Regions from separate parts of the Drosophila melanogaster genome. Here region 1 is linked to region 2. A link is a contact called in public Hi-C data. All regions are on one chromosome and are shown on one strand. The core of a region is the stretch at or near the end of the contact, and the rest is flanking DNA. Distances in the headings are between cores, read along the strand shown.

What was found. Hi-C and Micro-C count contacts between places; a contact is called where the count stands out from the background.
Region 1: a contact with region 2 is called in a Hi-C map of the OSC cell line, with 2.9 times the contacts expected there. A contact is called at or near these places in 4 of 107 Hi-C or Micro-C datasets (the D17-c3 cell line, the OSC cell line, embryo and 1 more).

The regions. Positions count from the first base shown.
Region 1 is chr3R:9,999,766-10,005,060 of dm6, forward strand. It overlaps CG5359, which reads right to left and starts at 1,511. Exons shown (of 3, transcript NM_141709.3): 1 at 1,175-1,511; 2 at 808-1,116; 3 at 6-603. The coding sequence starts at 1,436. The coding sequence ends at 857. Spn85F (Serpin 85F) reads left to right here. Exons shown (of 5, transcript NM_141708.3): 3 at 71-78; 4 at 133-260; 5 at 413-549. The coding sequence ends at 549. It overlaps Mical (Molecule interacting with CasL), which reads right to left. Exons shown (of 24, transcript NM_176447.2): 17 at 4,891-5,295; 18 at 4,645-4,677; 19 at 3,609-3,885; 20 at 3,282-3,486; 21 at 3,145-3,222; 22 at 2,988-3,088; 23 at 2,733-2,929; 24 at 1,789-2,675. The coding sequence ends at 2,670.
Region 2 is chr3R:9,709,822-9,714,744 of dm6, forward strand. dmt (dalmatian) reads left to right here and starts at 1,321. Exons shown (of 3, transcript NM_079571.2): 1 at 1,321-1,869; 2 at 1,929-3,760; 3 at 4,046-4,854. The coding sequence starts at 1,389. The coding sequence ends at 4,306. It overlaps trbd (trabid), which reads right to left and starts at 1,216. Exons shown (of 9, transcript NM_141674.3): 1 at 660-1,216. It overlaps hyd (hyperplastic discs), which reads right to left. Exons shown (of 19, transcript NM_079572.4): 19 at 4,802-4,923. scaRNA:PsiU1-6 (small Cajal body-specific RNA : PsiU1-6) reads left to right here and starts at 3,786; the gene lies at 3,786-3,944.

The sequences.
Region 1 (5,295 bases), core at 261-2,760, 290 kb after region 2:
GTATTCATTTGTAGAGTGCATTTTTGTGTTTTTATTGAGGTGTCTTTGGTTTTTGTGCTCTCTGTTGCAGATGGGAATGTAAGCATGGGTGTAATAGCTCCAGTTCCTGGCTTCATTTTACTTTCGTTGCAGCTGCGACGTATTCGAACCAAATCGCGCCGATTTCAGGCCCATGACTGAGGAGAAGGGCGTCTACGTGCGACACATTGAGCAATCCATAGACGTCACCATCCGTACGCATCCCATCAATCAGCTGAAGCGTAAGTGTCTCGCATTGCAGCACACCTGAATGGAATGGAGTGGAGGCATTGAGCCGCAACGCATTGCGAATGCCCAACCTAATGGTGTTGCAACAGTTGCAGCCTCTGCAACACGAGACAAAGTGCAATAAACACTTCCTTTTACTCTCTAGGCAACTACGGCGCCCAATCGAAGCCCATTCAGATCTCTGTGAATCATCCGTTTCTGTTTTTCATCGTCGATCGCGACTTGGACGTGGCTGTGATGTCGGGCCGCATACTGAATCCGCTGAACGTACGCATCCAATGAAGCACGACGAAGGTCGACTATCGAAAGTGATGAACCCTTTGTTCCCGGTGCCTACTAATACGAGATGTTAGCATTGCTTAGATTAAAATGTAAATATACGGGGGTGTCACGAGACTCTGGGCAGATGAAATTTGAATGGAAGTAAAGAAACTTCATACTTAAAATTATCATTAAATTAAACAACATTTGTTGAATATTTTATCTATATAATATTTTTAGAAAACACATCTCGTGACAACCCATTTAATGTAAGCTCACCCCATTAAAGTATAATCCTTAGTCTAACTAGTTCTGTGGGAAATCGGTTTTAGTACTGATACGTTCCAAACACTGTACAGACGCAAAAGAGACTGGTGTTGCTGAAGACCTCGGAGACGGAAGTGTCGCAGTCGCAATCCCAGCAGCAGCGCGAGTTGTAAGTGGCCCCCGCACCCAGCTCCTGGCCTAGCATCACCTGGACCACGTGCTTGTACCGCTTCACCAGGGAGCTGCTGGCTATCTGCTGGTTCACCTCGTCGGCGATCTCACTGGTCCACTTCTTGGCGACGTCCTTGTCATAGGTTTTGTCTTCAAATAGTGAAGTTGCTAGGCAACGCGCAGTATATTTATGGATTTTCACACTAACCTTTGAGTTTCTCGGCCATAACGTTGTTCATTATGCTCTTGATGGTGGGCAGGGGAAACATCTCCCCAAAGGCCGGTCGCATGCTATAGGCGGTGGGCTGGTCGCCGGGCTTTTCCGACTTTTCTTGATTTTCCAAACCATCGGCTGAGCCGGAGTGCAGACTTCCTGACGCCGACTTTTCCGACTTCCTATCCGCTGGGTTGGGCACTGTTAAAGTCTGGACGGATTTGGTTGTTTCCTCAGTGGACTGTTTGTCAGCCATCTTTTGTCAAATTCAGCGTAATTCCCTTTCAAAGTGTTTAAGAAAGCACCAAGAAAATCTTGGTTGCTATGTTTGTTTACTTATTGCTAGTGTTACCAGATGGTAAAATGGCTTTCCCGCCAATCCCTAATTGTCAGTCACCACGAATAACCGAACTTATTTGGTGTGGCCACTTTATAACAACGAAGTGTGGCACCTCTTTCATTTTCTGGATAATTTAAATTTATAATACGCGCCAATATTTTATGTGCGTCAAGTTAGCGTCGATGGCGGAATTTCCCCATTAAAGAACATTTCTTTAAGGACATTTAAGGAAAACTTCACGATAAAGTAGAACTATAAAATCGTCCTTAGGTTTCATAAAATCTTTATTCAATTCAAAATAAATCGAAAAGTTACATAATAAATTCGATAAATATGTTTTTATATATGCAGGTTATAAATAAAGTTACGCAATAATTTAAATGATTTCGTTAGTATACAGTTAATGGTTGCTTTCTCGCTTACATCGCTATGTGTAGGCTCTCGCATTTAGAAAATATTTGTGTGCATCTCTTTGTGTTCACTTTGATTTCGATTGGGGGCAAATGACATAATACATACATGGGTGTGCTGATCGGGAGGATGTGCGGAAGGTGCTTTGTCAAATAAATAATAATACACTCAAACGGTTTACATAGAAATCGACAAACAATCGCTAAGTGAAAATAACCTAAGAAAACTCAAATACACCATTTACATTTGCTCAAAATCACATACCCTTTGCACACGCTCACTACATTACATTAAATAAAAACACAACATATTGCATAGGACATACAAAAATCAGACAGATTTCAGTGGCAACGACTAACAAAACGTACAATTAGGTCGAATACGAAACTAAAGGTATTCGCAAAAACATTCGTAATCCCTACTTTTAAATTGCGAAATTAGTTTTTTGGTTTTGATTTCATCTCTGCCTGTTTTTACATTAACCTTGCGCGCTTCTCCCATATTAGTTAGGCTCTCTACTTATATAAATATTGAAATTGTTCTTAGCCAGCTTATCCACTTTGAATAGTTAGTTGCTCGTTTCGGTTACAGCTCACGGGTTTTAGTATTGTTAATTCTGTATATTCAGCTGCCTTTTTGGTACGCTCTCCCCTGTTCCCTTGTTTCATCTTAAGTATTTAGGCTCAACAGTCCATGCACCACTTCGCAGACCAGCAATCTCCAGGGAAAGTTGGCTATTCAAATCTGAAACAAGTGGTGTTGTCAATTTCAAATTTAAACATATAGGTCCTATTTACTCACGATCGATTCTTCGTGGTCATGCGGTTGTCCCGTCAGCTTAATGCCCGTTGCCTCGGCGGACGTGGATGCTGATCCCGCTGCCGTGAGGTCGAGCTGGGAGGCTGTGGGTCGTAGGGCGGCTCGCTTGGCGACAATTTCCAGCATCTCGTTGAGAATTGCTCCCTCGGCGGCCACATCGGCAGAGCTTTTGTCCAGTTCTGCAATGATGGAATTAAATATTATATCAAAGTTTTGAGAGGAAACTATAACACTCACTGTTGCAGGACAAGCGCAGATTGAGCTCTTCCTTCAGCTGGGCATGCCGATACTCCAGTTGCAGTTCCTGTTGCCTTATAGTCAGTTCCTCATCGCGTTTCCTAAAAACAAAATTACATTAGATTTGTTTATTATAGAGCTTCATTGATTAGCATACTTGAGTGCTGTGATGTTGCGCCAAATCTCCAAAAGTTCCTTAAGTAGCTTCTCGTCGTTGTCCTTTGTCGCATCCAGGCTGTAGAAGAGATTTCATTTAATGGGTATTCAAGGATATAGCCAGATCCTAGCACTCACTTTTCAATATTCTGCGCCTCGCCTCGCAAGGCCTTCTCAATAAGCACGCCGCGTGCCTCCAGATCCTTCAGTTGCACCTCGATCTCCTCCTGTTCCCGCTGAATCTCTTGAGCGATTCGCAATCGCTTGAGCTCAGCTTGTCGTGAAGCCTTCGATATGGCACGTTGCTTCTTATGCTCTCGTGTCTCGTTAGCGTAGCTCTCATCTGGGAAATAGGAAAGGGGATCAAATCAGGCCGTAACGTTTCCGCTTGTATGAATATTCAGTGGGTCGGGACAGGAAAAATGGGTGGACGGTATATGCAGACATAGAATGAGAAGAACAAACCATCGGATCTCTGATAATTCAGTGGAAGAGGCGGTATGGGTGGTGGTGTCTGGTCGTCCAGGGCACTGGGATGAGCTGCGGCCAGGTGGTGGGGCTTGTGTATATAGAGCTGCGGACTGGATGAAGAGAACGATTCGGGTTTCGGTTTCGCAGTGTTCGTTTGCTTTCGATAGCGACTGTTGTTCGTGGTGTTCAGATACTCTTGCGAGTGATTTTTCTGTGATGCGGATGTGGCTCCTGCTGGAGATGCTGCATTGCAGACCAGCATATCCTTGTCCTAGTATAGCATGGCGTTAGGAGGTATCAGAATATATATCGGTTTAAATGATTGAGTGTTTTTCAGAGGAGGAAAAAAAGAGGTCGAGAAAAACGTATGGAAAAATAAACAATATTCAAAATCTTATTAGAAACAGCTTGTTATTTACTAAAATATAGTACATGTAACGTGCAAAATGTCCAAAGGCAAAAAACTTAACACATAACTTTTATTGATTACCATAACCGGGAATCCAGGGAAACCAATCATGCAAAATATCCATTATGCTTAAATCATAAATAACACTTCTTAAACTAATTCCCATTAAACAAAAAGCTGCCAAGTACTTAAGCCATAAACACTTAAAGTTTAAAACACACAACTGAATATCCTTATGTCCGTAAGGTTTCCCTGAAACCCATGCGCTCCTAATAGATATTAAACTAAGAAAACATATATGTTATTTTTGAGGCAAAAGAAATAATTCAGCAGTCAATCTTAAATGTTAAGACTTAGATTACTTTTGCTGCAAAGGGTAAAAGAAAACAAAAAATAAAGTAAATGAAAAGAAATCATAAGAAAATTGTGGCAACTTTATTGTGTTAATAGGACAGCAAACAGACAAAAAGCCCACTCAGATGAAGAAATGTGCGATTAGATAAAAAATAAACCAAATGTAACGGATGCCAAATAATAAGACTAAGCTGTTGAGAGTGTAAGAAATTTGGAAAACTCGAAAGTGTGTGGTAAATAGAGTTTAGAATAGTTAAAAGTCCTTACACCAAAACCGAAATTCCTCAGATCAAAGCAAGACTGCAAAATGATTAAAAGAATTTCATATGTTATAAATGGCACACTTATTACACCAGACATCGAGTCCTCGGCAGTTAATATAACTTATATGCTAGATGAGGTCGTGTGAATCGATAGCTTGGACTAGCCAATCTCCATGAGGCAGACAACACTTGGTTACACCAACACCGACTAAAACCACATTACAATTATATATTTGGTACAATCACTGACCTTTGACTTCTCCTTGGACTTGGGCGAGATGCGGAATCTGCTGAAGACGCCACCTCCTCCTCCGCCTCCACCCGCCGCATCCGATATTGTGGGCGTGCCGCTGCTGCTGGTGCCTGGTCGCTCTGACTGTTCAGAGTGGACGGCAGCCACAGCGCCGCCCTGCTCCTTGGAACTGGAGGCCGCGGATCCAGATCCCTTTTGGAAGAAGCTGGACAACGACTGTATGAGACTCTTACGCCGCTCCGGATCCTTTGGCCTGCGTCCGGACTTAGTTTTGCCTGCCTTCTCCTGACCACCGGACGCCAAATTGGGATCGGATGTAAAGTCAGCCGCCTTGGCTTGGAGCACGGCATCCTTCTCAACCTGCTGCTGCTGCTGCTGTCCCACCATGTAGGCCAGATCATT
Region 2 (4,923 bases), core at 71-2,570:
TCTAAAAACTAATATTGGATTTATAAGTACGCAGGGAAATCTACAATTTGGAGGACATTTCAATTTACCTTGACTTATTTTGCAAAGTATAAAGACTATATGCATGACTCGTTTTGGGGGACAACTATCTACCAATGAATGTATCTACTAAGCTACTATTCTTTGGATAAGCGAACCGAAAGGGTATCCCTAAAGTCGGTGAGCGGCGAATCCACCACTTCCGACTCGTTAATAAGGTCAAACAACGGTTAGCGAGGCAGAAGCAGTGTCCTTGACCCTGAGACATAATTCGCAGATACATCCACAGATATGTACATCTGCCTTGGCTCCATTTCCATTTCCCCCACTGGCGTCACAGTCAGCCTTCGGGTTCTCGTTGCCTGGGATTGGATTGGAATGAATTGGATAGGGTCTGGTTTTGGTAGTAGTGGTGGTATAGGTGGTAGTGGTTCAACTGCTGGGTCGGTTGCATTTATTTGTTGCCATTATAATTCGCCTATGTATGTATGGCATGTGTCGCGTGCGATGTACGTACGTATGTATGTACGCTGGTATGCCAGTTTTCGCGCTAGTTTCTTATTGGGATTCGCCCCGTGCCATCCCAACCATCCCACAACCGCCTCCACCCCCCTTCCCACATCGACGTCTTTACACAGTACCTGGCGCAGAAAATCGCAAGGCCTTTTGCAGCAGTCCCAGAAAACGCGAATGCGACTGCGACCACGACAGCGATTGGATTCGATTCGAATCGAGTCGATTTAAATATATAACACAATCACAATAGGGACCGCGAGTATAGCATTAGTATTATAGTAGCTATAAGGTGTAGTTGCTATAGTCGCCGTCGGCCACCCGCGCCCGCAGCAGCGACACTATGTCGACGTCGATCCAATATTGCCAGTAATGAGCGCTGGCAGCAGGCAGGAAAATCACAATTACAAAACAAAGACGATGAGAAAACTTTCACTCGATTTTCAGTTTGGGGGGTTTTCTTTCTTGCTTTCCTTCTCAATTTTCAGCTGTACTTGCTTGGGGCGCGTGAAACGAAACTGCCCGCACACATTCACGGCGACGAACACACGCACGGTGGATCGTAGTGCAAGGAATTTGGAATTTGGATTATTTGGAAACAGCTAATTATTTATTTTTTACATTATTGCGAGGCCAATCATCTGGTTCTCTGTCCGCCTATCGACAACTATCGGTGCTCCGTCCCTGGCGCTCAGTGTTGAAAAGTGTCTCGGTTAGCTGGTTAGTCAAGCTTCACACCTACTGGTGTTCAGTGGTTTTCATGGCAAGTCTTAGAGATCGGGGGATGGTCATACTAGTAAATAAAATGGCGGGAGCTGTACATGAATTTCATTTGGTAAACAAATTATATTCTTAAAATGGTAAGAACACGGCCGGTGCCGTGTGTTCCGTCGCCAGATGTGAACACCGCAACGAGACGCAATCCCGGGCGTCCCAAGAAACAGTCCATCGGAGCTGACTTAAGCACAACGATAAGCAAACCCGGGCGTCCCAAGAAGCTGTCCATCGGAGCTGATTTGACCACAATACGTAAACCCGGGCGTCCCAAGAAACTCGGAGCTGATTTGACCACGATAATACGAAAACCCGGGCGTCCCACGAAACTATCAAACAAACAATCTTTGACAGCCCTAAACGAGCCAGAGTGTCGCATAAGAAAATGCGTGGTAAAAATAAGGCGCATTAAGGTAAAAAACGGTGTCGTATCCGAAATTTCTCGAAATGATGCGCCTGATGTGGATGCCAGCACTTTTGAGCCGGCTCGCAACTCGACGATGTACATTCCTTCGAAGGTACAGAAATCAACGCAACCCCAAAATATCAAGGAAAATGTGGCAGGTAAGAGGCTCTCACCAGGCGGATGATGGACTTTTCTTGATAAGCACAACTACTTGCAGGTCCCGAAACATCGCCATGTCAGCAACGCATAAGGAGTAAAAGCCCTAGTGGACCGGCAGCTGAGATTTCGCCCAAAAAACCACCTCGTTTCTTCCACAGAGATCAGCCTTTAACCAGGACACGATCATCGGTGACCCGCAACGTTTTCGATTTTCTGTCGCAGTCGCAGATCGAAGATGACAGTGACAGGGAGGATCCGGCGGCAGACATAATTCAGCGTTTGGTTAAGGATGGAAAGGCCTGCGTAATGGTGCGGTCAAGAAAAATCGGCAAACCGAGAGCCAAAAGAACAGCAAAGAAGGTCCGACCTGTGGGTAATCGAAGAAAGGTTTCGACAAAAGACAATGAGCCTGAGCCAGTCAAGGTCGTTCCCAAGTCCATAGAACCGCGCCTTCAAAAGCCATCACGCTCCTTATCGACCATTTTCGAGCCCGAGGAAGATTATAGCAACGATTCGGAGCACGGATACGTGCAGCCCATCGAAGTGCCCGTCCAGGTACATGTGGAGCCGAGCACTTCTAAGCAAGCGCACGAAGGAGCCTACAGTAATTTGGCCCGATCCGTAATGCTTAACCAGACCCAGGCGCAAAATCCACTGCCATCTACAGACAGACGTCGAGAACTTATCAACATGGCGCGACAATTGGTTAGCACGCCGCTGAATCGCAGAGCTCCTCCGGTGACAGATGTTAGTGCCACCACCACTGCATTGTCGCCTATTGCCCACCAGTCTCCAAATGCAGTTAGGACCGCGGGAGGCAAATCCCCCTGGCGCGTTTCCGACGATTCACCATTGCCCAATACTTTCATGTTTGGTTTCAACAACTCCCAGATGCCATCGTACTCCAGTGATCATGTGCAACGTCGGCATGTCTATGTGCCAGATTCGCCGGTAGAGCATGCTGAGAACATCCCTCACGAGGAATCCATTTGTCCGCCTTTGCACGAGCAAAATCATGACTCAAATGCGAACGACTCGAATGAGGAGAACCGTCCCCCTCCCACAATTAGCAAATCGATGTCGATCAATGACCAGGAAAGCGAAGAGAATGCGGAGAACTTTGTGCACCTGCCGAATCCTCGGAGAACGCTGCAGAAACGAACGCCCTTTAAGGATATTAACATACTAGAAGTAGTGACACTGCCGTCTTGGAAGAAGAACGTGACGGCCACTGTTTCAAAAGAAATCACTCCTACCAGAGTGGCACCTCGTCCAATGGCGACGTCATCCCCAGCGCAACGCAGTCAAACGCGGTCGAATCTTTTTGGTTTCGATGATGATTTTGCATGTGAAGATATACCTAGAAAGTCAACTACTCCCTCAAAAGGTATCGCTCCTACCAGTATGTCCTTAAACAGAGAAGTGACTCCTGCTTTAGCTAATCGTAATCAAACGGAAGTAAATACTTTCGGATGCAACGAAATATTGCCCTGTGAAAATATACCAAAAGAAAAGGAAACGAATACGGAAGAACGAACATCATCTTCACAAAACCTCTTTGGATTCGATGAATTTATCACCGAAAGCCAAGATTCGCCAGCCAATTTCACGGGGCTGAGTCAAAATGTAAATCTGCATGATAAGCTCCATCGTCTTGCGGAGCTGCGACCCAGAGATGGTGAGCTTCCACAAGTATCATATACCTCTATTCGTTCCGATTGCCTGGGCGAATCACATTCGAAGCAAACCGACATCAGATATATGTTGTGCTCCACTATGATTGCGCCGCCCCGACCGGCGAAACGGAAACCTGCTGCACCCACTGCTAGGGAATCGATGGGATTGTTTAGGGTTGACCAGGACGAGCCGGAGCAATCATTTGCCGATAAGGTAGGATTTATGTAATGGGTTCGTCCAAGCGTTGGGAAAGCGTCGACACTGTAAACAGTGAGTGTAGACACTGACCTCATAACGCTAGATTAACTTAAAACTGAGACGTTAACGTTTTAGTTGAGCAAACAGGGCCGCAAAGATTTAAGTCTTTCTTTGATCGGTAGTAAGCCGCTCACACAAATAAAAATTTTAGTCGTAAGTCTGTAGTTTTGTATACAACATTTGAAATCTTTTATTTTGGCAAACGGCGCCTAATTGTTTTAAAAATTCAACCTGTTCTAGCAACCCAGACGAACCTATGTGAAGGAGCGTCCGCAACGTAAGCGAAAGAAGCGAGTGCAGATATTGTACATCGAAAGTGAAAGTGAGGACGAGGACGAGCAGGACTCGCACGACAAGAGCTTGGATTCTCCGGAGAAGAAGCGGCATCACGTTAAACGGCCACGCAGAGACATCGAGCATGAGGCTAAATTGGAGCAGTTCGTCACCAGTTTCAACAAGCAATGCGAGGAAGTGGAGAAGTTCCCAGTGATCATTGAATAATCGCATTGCCTGTTTATTATTTATATTTTTTTGTGTCGCTGATAAGGGGAAGTAGTCGTTTTTAATTTAATGTGCTTCGTTTTTATGAGTTATTTGTGGTACCTTATTGTTTTGTGTATAAATGTATTTAGGAAGATTGCGTTTCCTCGAATATTTATAAGGACAACAGTCTAATGTAACTAACCAAGTGCTTGCAGTGCACTTTATGCAATTCTAGGTTAAGCTAAGCATGTATTTTTATTATCAAAAGCTTGGATTATGTACAGCTTTGATGTTTCGGTATTATAGCCTATCATTATGACTAAACTAAATAAATGAAAAATCTTAATCTTTGTGAATTGAACTATTTGTTAGTCCAAGGGAAAATTTTTCCAAATGAAATAGAAGTCAATTTTATATCATACATAATTTCCATAAGGTGGACTTATTTTTATTGGTTTTTTCTTCAAATTTCTATTGAATCGATATCGATAAATATACATGTGCATAAGTCATACTTTAGAAAACATATTTTATTTAAAAGTTTAATAATTAAAACATAGGCTTCCTATTACCTAATTGGCCGTTTTATTGGTTACAATGGATGTTGGGGAGTTTCATATTTTTACTACACGTTG